2 separate regions of the Mus musculus genome follow, and region 1 is linked to region 2. A link is a contact called in public targeted proximity ligation data. All regions are on one chromosome and are shown on one strand. The core of a region is the stretch at or near the end of the contact, and the rest is flanking DNA. Distances in the headings are between cores, read along the strand shown.

Region 1 (4,763 bases), core at 15-2,514, 320 kb before region 2:
GTCAGGCCAAATCCTGGTGAGGGTGCTTCTGAAATGGGTCAACAGGTTGGCATTCTCCATATGTACAGGACATCTTGAGTGTCTTCACTATGTCCTTGCCTGGGTCTGGGTTACAAATCTGGGAGAATCTGTCTAAAATCTAGCACTGTATGGTCATGTATCATTGGGTACAATAGATAAACTCTGATTTTTCCCTTACACATAAAGTGGTGGTTAAAGCCCTGTCTTGTTTAATGTAGGTTTTAAAGGAAAATAAATAGATGTGATTTTTTTTTTTTTTTTTTTTTTTTTTTTGAGACAGGGTTTCTCTGTATAGTCCTGGCTGTCCTGGAACTTACTTTGTAGACCAGGCTGGCCTCGAACTCAGAAATCCACCTGCCTCTGCCTCCCAAATGCTGGGATTAAAGGCGTGCACCACCACGCCCTGCTCTAGATGTGATTTTTATTTGTAGTGTTATTTTCAACTTCCAAATGAGGAAAATGGACTCAAATACCCATTCAGCTATTCACAGATTAACACAGGTTAGGGTGCAAAGACCAGCCCTGCTCTGGTCTAATGGTTTTGTTGTTGTTGTTGTTGTTGTTGTTGTTGTTGTTGTTTTGGTTTGGTTTGGTTTGGTTTGGTTTGGTTTGGTTTGGTTTGGTTTGGGTTGGGTTGGGTTTGGTTTTGGTTTTTTTTTTGTTTTTGTTTTTGTTTTTGTTTTTGTTTTTTTCTCTTTTCTTCACAGGAAAGAGTTAGAGAAGGGAGAATTTCATTACCTTGAGTCTTTAACACCCCCTTAAAAAGGACCAGCACAGAGTCCTCCTTAGGAAAACATTTTAAAGCTGTCATTTTCTCTATCTTATTTTTTTTTATTAAAATGTCCCTAATTAACTGATACTATGATGACAATGAATTGAAAGGCCATGGCTTTAAAGGCACTATTTGCATAATGAGGTGTCTGTAGCAAGAGTTGCTTCCTTTGGTCTTTTTGATCAACAGTGGTGATAGCCTTATCTCCTCCATGCTATAGTCAATAGGTTATTAAAAGGCACCAAATACCCTAACAGCCTCATACTTTTGATTTTCTGCCATACTTTCCAAGTTAATGAGGAAGAGGGTCAAGGGAATTTATTCCTGTGCTTCAGGAAATCCACAAACAATATTAAAAGAGAAGTTGGTGGCAGATTAAGAAACTTTTAATAACCTTGTGCAAACCTTCCAGACACTCATTACTCAGTACAGGTGACTGAAATATGCAATCTCACAATATGCTATGGGATTTAGTGGCGAGCTAGAGGCTGGGAGTTGGGGGAAGGCAGAGCTAGGGGGAAGGGGTAGACCAAGCAGGTCAGTGAAAGAGTCAGCTCCACTTTCAAAAACATTACTGTATTTTAACTAAAATAATTACATAGAGAGGAATGGAAGAAACCTTGAAGGGCTTGGCATACAGTTTCTTGAAAGCCACTAACCAGAGACCATTGGTGACTCATCAGATGCACATGTGGTTCTTCTCCCTCCCCCCCCCCCCCACCGCAACCTCTCTCTGCGTATTTGCCCTTCCCCCTTTTCTTCTCTTTATCACTTCCTCTCTCTTTGTAAGACATTATTTTTGAAGAACTTTCCTGATTTCTTGACTACTTAGAGTCTAAAGGTTGGACATTTCAAGACATTTCCTGCTTCCTTATTAAACAGGTCTATTTCTCAGCACCAATGATGAATTCGCACACAGATAGGGATTATCGCCGTCACTCGCCATCTAGCCTCAGCTCCTTCTGGGGACTTAAGCCATCCACATAATAGATTAACACAGAGTGCATTAGGAACTAAAACCATTGCAGCTCTGCAGTCCTGTAGGCAAGAGTCCGGGTTCAATCTTTATCAATATGGAAAACAAGAAGGAGAAGGATCACAGCTGACAGAACTAGGTAGCAATTTGTGACTCAAAAACCTAAGCGACTTACCTGAAGTCACTCTAATATTAAGTGAGGTTTAGAATATCTTAACAAACCCTGGTTCCAAGACCTGCAACCTGGAATCAGTTTCTTCTTTATAAAAACCATCATTTTTATCATCTCTGCACCCCCTTTTTTTTTTTACTTAATTTTTTGAAATGGTCAAATATACTAATATTTGTGAATGATTCATAACGTCAACATAACTGTAAGCAAATGTGCTTCTGAGGTTAAAAGAAGGCAATGTATTAGTTCCTGTTCTTTATGCTGTGACAAACACTTGCGAGATAAAACTGAAAACCAGAAAGAATTACTACAGATCATGGTTTCAGGGGTTCTGTCTCTGATCACTTGGCCCCAGGTGCTTAGTTAGTATATCATGGCAGTAGGAGCATGTCGCTGAAGAGAACTGCTCATCTCTGGCAGACAGAAACAGAAAAGGGAGACAGAAAAGGGCCAGGAACAAGATAGCCCAGTGACTAACTGTCTGGGCTCACCTATTATGTTTTCAGATCCTCCCTAAATAACACCACAAGCTTGGGGCCCAGATTTTGACTACCAATCTTTTTTGAGGGTATTTCACATTCAAATCATAACAGCGAGTTATAGTGGTAGAAATCCCATGGTCAAGAACAAAGAGACAATGTCACGCCTACAATATAGTCAAGATCACAGGGGCTATAATGGAGTGTCCTGTGGCAGACCAGAAGTAGAAACTATTTGCTATAAAAGAGAAGAAGAGTAAATATTACAGATTTCGTGGCCCATTTGTTTTATTTCACATGCTCGACTCTGCAATTAGAAGCAGCCTTTAGCAATATGTAAATAAGTGAGTATGGCTGGCGTCCAATAAAACCTTATTTGTGAACACAGACATTTGAATTTCATATCGTTTTCATGTTTATAAAACATTATTTTTCTTGAGGTTTTTATTTTAATCATTTAAAGATGATATGAAAGACAATTTTAAATTGCAGGGCATTCTCAAGCAGATGAGATTTGGCCCACAGGACACAGTTTATAGATCTCTGATATAGAACAAAGGAAGTGATAAAATGGCTGACTTGGGTAAATACTATTTGGTAGGAAATACCTTGTTACTAAACTTCATTATGAAGAAGATCACAAAACTGTATTAGAATCAGGTGGTGGTAGTGCACGCCTTTAATCCCAGCACTGGGGAGGCAGAGGCAGGTGAATCTCTGAGATCAAGTCCAGCCTGATCTATAGAGTGAGTTCCAGAACAACCAAGGATACACAGAGAAACCCTGTCTGGAGAAAACACACACACACACACACACACACACACACATACACACAACAATAACAACAACAGAATGTATTAGACTGGGGCGCTTTGCATCACAAGAAATCTCATCTCAAAGGACTACAAAGACATTTACAATATGTGTAACAGGACAGTTGAATGTAGAGACCTCAGGTTTCATTTAGCAATGTAAATGCCACTGGAGACCTGAGTTCTTTCCATCAGTTGCCCCTTCCACACCCAGCACATGGACCTTCATATTTATGCATATCCTGAAGACTTTGGCCACAGGCCCAAGCACTGGATCACCTGAGCATTTTCACCTGGCAGACAGAAGTTTCTTTTGTCAGAAAGCAAATGCTTTCTCAGAAGCCTCCCTTCAGACAACCCTATTGTTAAGAGGGTGGAGGGAATGATGTGGCCACACTTTTGCATTGCAAACAAATACAAAGTTATCTCCGGTTGACTCAGACCAGTCATCAGTTGACCCAAACAGAACTGGGATTCTAGAAGCAAGATGGAAGTCATGGCTCTTGCCATGGTCACTGACAGGATCTGCCTTAAAGGAGCAGTGTATTGTGGGAACTTGAGCCAGAGGCCAAGTGCAAGTATGATGAAGCTTTATATTCTCATATATTTTTTATGTTGCCACTTACCAAAAGTGTGGGGGCTGAGGGGGCAGAATTAATGTTTCTATCTTGTAAATTGACAAAAACAAAAAAGCAGGATCCAGGTCTGTGTCTTACTGTCTTACTCGTTATGGTGCCTCTGCTCATCGAGGGTCTAGTTCTTGAGGTATAGTGAATACTTAAAAAAATGAAACAGGACTTATAGATCACATTAAACAAGTTATCCAGTTAGCAAACAAAAGAGAAGGAAAGACAACAAGAAGAGAAAAACTGAAAGGAAATAAGAATGGGGACAGTCCATGAATTGTGTGGCACACGAAACCTTCAGTTTTCCCTGGAAAAGAAGCCAAAGACCTCCTGGGAACAGTTTCTGCTCCACACCCAGGTTGTTTGGTATTGTTGGATTCTCTGTGGAATTGAAAGATTTTGAGCAGTCTTTTGTGTCATCGTAAGTTCACAATAACAGAATACCACAGTCTAACTATAAATGATGATGGGGTATGTGAAAACATTCAAAAGAAATGCCAGTTTAAAAAAAAATGACAAGAGATGCTTATATTTGAGATCCTCCATCAATCAGCAATTTGGGGATTAGAAAAGAGCTGAGATATTACAATGATTGTCTTGCTTGAGGGCATGAACTTGATCTCCAGAAACTACACTAAAAGAAAACACAGGCGTGTGTTCATAATCCCAGTGCCGAGAAGACTAAAACAAGCAGATCCCCTGGGCGCCCTGGTCAGCTAGCCTAGCCTACTTGGGGAATTCCATACCAGTAAGAGATCTTGTCTCACAATGAAACATAACACACACATAACACACACACAAAGAAAGACAAAATAAATAAATAAATAAATTTTAAAAATAGAGAGGAAGGAAGGAAGGAAGGAAGGAAGGAAGGAAGGAAGGAAGGAAGGAAGGAGGGAAGGAAG
Region 2 (5,263 bases), core at 1,342-3,841:
TATATATGTATACACACACACACACACACACACACATGCACACACACACATATATATATATATATTAAAGAAAGCATGACTTTGAGAGAGAATTAGGGACACAGGAACATGTCAAGGAGAAGGAGAGAAAGAGAGAGAGAGAGAGAAATGATGCAAATACAGTATTCATGTATGAAATTCTAAAAATTAAAAAGTTTAAATATTTTTAAAATGAAAAAACAACAAAAAAAATGAAGATAGGTGGTATATTACTCAAAGACAAAATACTAAATTTCCGTGTATTTTAAAGGTAAGAAGTCTGGATTTTATCCAAATAGATGTCTTGGGATTTTGAAGGCAGCCAGTCCTATGACAGGACATAACTTATAGGAAGGTCAAGCTGGTCATGATACCACACAAGCATGGAAGAGGCAGCATTGGAGACAGGAAGACTGGCTGAGAGGCTGAAAGGATTCCAAGGGTAAAGTTGAAGAGCAGATATATTCAGCATCTATGTAGCAGATTTTATAGGGAGAAAGTATGGCCCATGGTAGAGAGTGACAGCCCAGGCTCCTTCATTAATGAGTGACCTGTGTTGATTATGTGAAGTGTGTTCCATTGAGCCACATGGGGACTGGATTGTAAAAGCCACATACAGAAGCAGTGCTGTAGTTCAAGAAGGAAATGTGAAAATACACTTTAGGTCTTTTAAATGTATATTTAGCAGTGAATTAGACAACTGAAGGAGATTCTTTATGAAGAGTGTGAGCTTGAAGGTGCACAAAGACACAAGAAGAAGAGAAGAGAAGAGAAGAGAAGAGAAGAGAAGAGAAGAGAAGAGAAGAGAAGAGAAGAGAAGACGGGAATATGGCTGCTGGGACAAGACCCAGGGAATATGGCTGCTGGGACAAGATCCAGTCTCTGACAACTAGAGGGCCAGGGTAGAAAAGCCCCCAAGAATGGTGAAGTTCGCTGAAATGCAGCACATGTTCTCAGCAGCTCCTCAGCTGCGATTTTCCTGGAGTACTCACTGCCTCTGACACACGCCCATCCTTATCACAGTGACTTAGCAACACCCACACAGTCCCAGGATCTCATTCTGGGCACCTGATGACGCAAGAGGCAATATTTTGCACTACAGCTACCCAAAGTAGGATTCTTATCCTCAACATGTCTTTGAGTCAGCCTTCTCTCTGTTGAGAAGGATGTCTTCTACCTGGTAGAATGTTTAACTGCATCCCTGATTTATCAATTGGGTTTAATTAACACCCTCAGTGTTAATATCTGGAACAGAACATACAACTAGGAAGCGCTCCTTTTAGTTCTTATGGAAGGAATAGAAATGTAAGCAGAAGATTATTACATGGGTCAAGGTACTTGGCTGCAGATGAGAGAATCCATTCTTAGTGCGTAACCAGAAGAAATATTGATACATATTTCTAGAAAGGAGTAGTAGGTAGCTTCAGAACTCTGGCACATTGACAGTCAGAAAGACACCCAAGCCATCCACAGGGTCACTCTGCAGATGGCAGCATATTAGAATCCCTGCTCCTACCACAACTTAACATAGAGTGTGTCTCAGGTTTAGGTGTCAGAAGTCACCCAAGATACTTTCCCGTGCACCTGCACCCACAGGAGCCACATGGTTTTCCACTGCTGCCCACACAGGAGCCACATGGCTTTCCACTGCTGCCCACTCACTCAATGTCCAATTTTCCATGGGTGTGTCTAGCGTGCAGACCCGAGGTGTTGCTGTTGGTTTTGGTTTTAGTGTAATGGAGAGGCAGCAGTGGCTTTGAAGGTGAGATGATGCAGTTTTATTTGGCTTTAAAAATACCTCATCACTGCCCAAGTTATAACTGCAGAATTCATTTTCAATTTCAAATTCATAAATACATCTCCAGTTCCCTTCATGCTAGCCAACTACTGCTACTATTGGCTTTTACATATCTTCATCCAAATATTCCCCGCAGTCCTACACATTGACTTAGCCAGTTGAGCTCAGTCCTGCTGGGTGTTTGGTTAGCTCACATTCACACCCTACAGCCCCATCCCCTTCCCCTCACTTGTGTTAGCTTTTGGGTTTTCTCTGAATATGCAGAGTCCAGACACTTGTCTCATCCAAACTCATTCTCTTTCTGGCTTCTTGAATACAGAAAGAAGGAACTGAAATATATTAAAATCCTATGCTGTGTCAGATACAGTGGCAAGGACTTTGCATATCTAATCTTGTCCCTAAGAACTGGGTACTGTGAGGAGAAGAACTTTAAAAGCAGATGACTCAAAAAGTAAAAGAAACTATTGAAAAAGAGATCAAATAGCACATGACAAAATGAAAGCCTTGGGGCATCAAATGACATCAGCACAAAGAAGAAAAAGAATCTTGAGGCAGGGAGAAAACACTTATAAATCACATATCTGATAGGGTCTAATAAGACAGCTATACGACTCTTATTACACAGGATAAAGGCAAAACCCAATTGTAAAATGCTGAAGGATGTAGATTCATGTTTCTCTACGGCAATACATGTGAGCTCAAGAAAGATACTGAACATCATTAGTCCTGATCAAAGCCACAGCGAGATACCATTTCACACTTACTGGGGTTTCCTGTGATACAAGCTGAAAAGTAAACAGGAAACTGAGTGGTGGTGAGGGTTTGGAGCAACCGGTGCTCACTCAGATGGCACATAGAGACATGAATTTACTGCCACCATTGTGGAAAGCACTTTTGAGAAATGATATTCCCCATAGACATTAAACAGACCTATTGTGATGTGTTGTTATATCCGAATGGCCTTTCTAAGGTAACATAAAGAGGAAAGTTTTCTTTGCCCAGAGCTTTGGATATTTCAGGCCAGGTTTGGTTTGACCCATTGTTTTCCAGCCAATGGCAAGGGGATGTGTGGGGAAAAAGAAGGAAAGAGACTGGGTGGGTCCCTCAGTCCTATTTGAGGACATGCCCCCAGTGACCCAAGGGCTCTTACCAGCCCCTGCTCTTCAACATCCCACACTTTCTCCTGTAGCATCACAGGCTAGGCTTCAAATCTATAATGCCGAGACCTTTGAAGGGCTCTTCAGATCTAAAAATGCAGCACTATATAACCCAGAAATGTCACTCTAGACAATATACTCAGGAAACATAAAAATGTCAGTCTATTTAAAGCTTGATCATGCAAATTCATAACTGATTATAATCACAAAAAGATGAAATGGATTCAGGTGTCTGTCAACAAATGATTAGATAACTAAGATGTGGGATAACTATACAATGGGATATTATTTAGCCACTCAGAGGGATGGGGTATTTGACCATCTACAAGATGGGAAAATGACGGAGATACATTGCATGTGAGGAACCAAACACAAAGGTGACAGACTCATAGGATTCATCATAAGAATTGTTCCAAGTGAGGAAATTCACAGAAACAGAGCTTATGCTAGAGAGAAGGGTGAATTGAATGACTGTATTTTTGGAGGACTGGGGATGTTTAAGTCAGGTAACAGTGGAGATAGCAGTCTTTGGAAACTGCCAGAAAACTCTGCACTGTGTGTTTAAAGCAATGAGCTTTAGGGTTTGTGACTTAACTCACTGTCTTTCTCAATATTTAGAGAGAGAGAGCGAGAAATTCTCAGCTACTAGACCACCAGAAACACATCTCAACTAAAGATAGCTTTAAATCTGACCCCAGAACCTCTCTTACTACACATGTGACCACAGGCAAAATATTTGCCTTCTTTGACACTGTTTCTCTGTAGGATGAGAGATTTGTCTTCAGAGTTAAGCCAGAGACCATGCCAAGGACACCTATGATTGTCTCTGCCTACAACGAGTATTAATTCATTACAGCTACTAGATTTCTCAGCAATAACATGAGGGGTAAACATATCCTTATTCTGTAGACAGAGAAACTGAGTTCATCCAGTTTAAATGTAGGTCTGTGATTATTCAGTTGGGATTCAGACCATAGCAGTCTGATCTTAAATATTCACTGCTTAGCATATACTGTTCTCCTGTGTACTCTCTGTGCTGTTCCCCGCCTCTCTCCCCAACACCTCATCTACTGAGCCCTTCAGCCATCAGAGACCACAAAAGATGTCTTAAGATGTATACAACTTCCCAGTGTTGATGCAGGATCCCCATGTTGCTGTCCCCAAAGTTGGACTTTGGTGGGTACAGAAGCAAGCTTTTCCTCCTAACAGGAATATCAAAATGTTTCTACTTTGCTCAGAACAAGTTTTATTTGTTTACTTTGTTTTCATTTGGATTTATATGCCTCTAGGCTACACCTCTCCTTTCTATTTTGGATTATAAACCACTTATACACAAATGCTTCTTTAAGCCGTCATGCAGCTCACATAATCCATCAAACAGGGACTGATTAAATACCTTATGCCACATTTATACAAAGGAATATTGTGCAACTGGAAGAAAGATAAGGTAAATCTGTGTGTCTAATCTATAGTGACAAGTTAATAATATGCATGTTGTGGTCCATTCACACAAAGTGTATTATTCATGCACAGGAGCAGTGGGAAGAGCCGTGAAGATGTTAGCTTTTGGCTCAGCATCTAGCAAGTGGGGTTCAGGGGACACTAGGTGGAGGCAGGATTTTAACTTTCATTTTAGGTTTTTCTGTTTTATAACAAAGAGAAATAAACATGATGTGCCTATGAAAAGGAAAGTGCACAGCTAAATGGAAAAGTTTCTTCACTCACAAGGCGGCGTTCATGAGCATGATAACCTTGACCAATAGGATTTAAATATTTACAATTCCTTTGTGAGGATCTTATGAAATTTCAACTACCTGCTTTTTGTGATTTCTAGACACGTGGAGAACTCACGTTGTAGCAGCCAATGGGATTAGTACATAAACGAATGTTCTATTCTGGTTGTTAATGACCTTATACAATAATTTCAGTTCATCTTTCCCCAAAGGGAAGTTCTCCAAGACTTTTAAAGTGTATTGCTATATTGGTACAATAAAGCCCTGAAACACTGTATTTCTTAAGCTCTTCTGCAGGACCACAGTATATGCTAGATGAGCAAACGCACCTAAGAAAGTTGCAATGAAAACATGTGGCGTTGCTAATGCAATAGTTCTCAAAGGAGTTGAGTACATCAGCATAGCAATTTCCTGGAAGCTACTTAGGGATACATGGGCCTGGTGCTGTGGGCTATCCCACTGTCAGAGTTTCTGTAGAGAACAAGGAATAATGGTACCTTTGGGATTGACTGCTTGCTTGTATAATTGGTGTCTATACTTGAGAGCATTACATTTTA

The links.
Region 1: a contact with region 2 is called in a targeted proximity ligation map of CD8 T cells, with 6 read pairs. A contact is called at or near these places in 3 of 130 datasets of targeted methods (CD8 T cells and bone marrow-derived macrophages).

Annotation. Positions count from the first base shown.
Region 1 is chr19:14,665,457-14,670,219 of GRCm38.p6, reverse strand. No RefSeq gene overlaps it. Among named protein-coding and RNA genes, the nearest start is that of Tle4, 70 kb to the right of the region's middle.
Region 2 is chr19:14,349,134-14,354,396 of GRCm38.p6, reverse strand. No RefSeq gene overlaps it. Among named protein-coding and RNA genes, the nearest start is that of Gm8630, 84 kb to the left of the region's middle.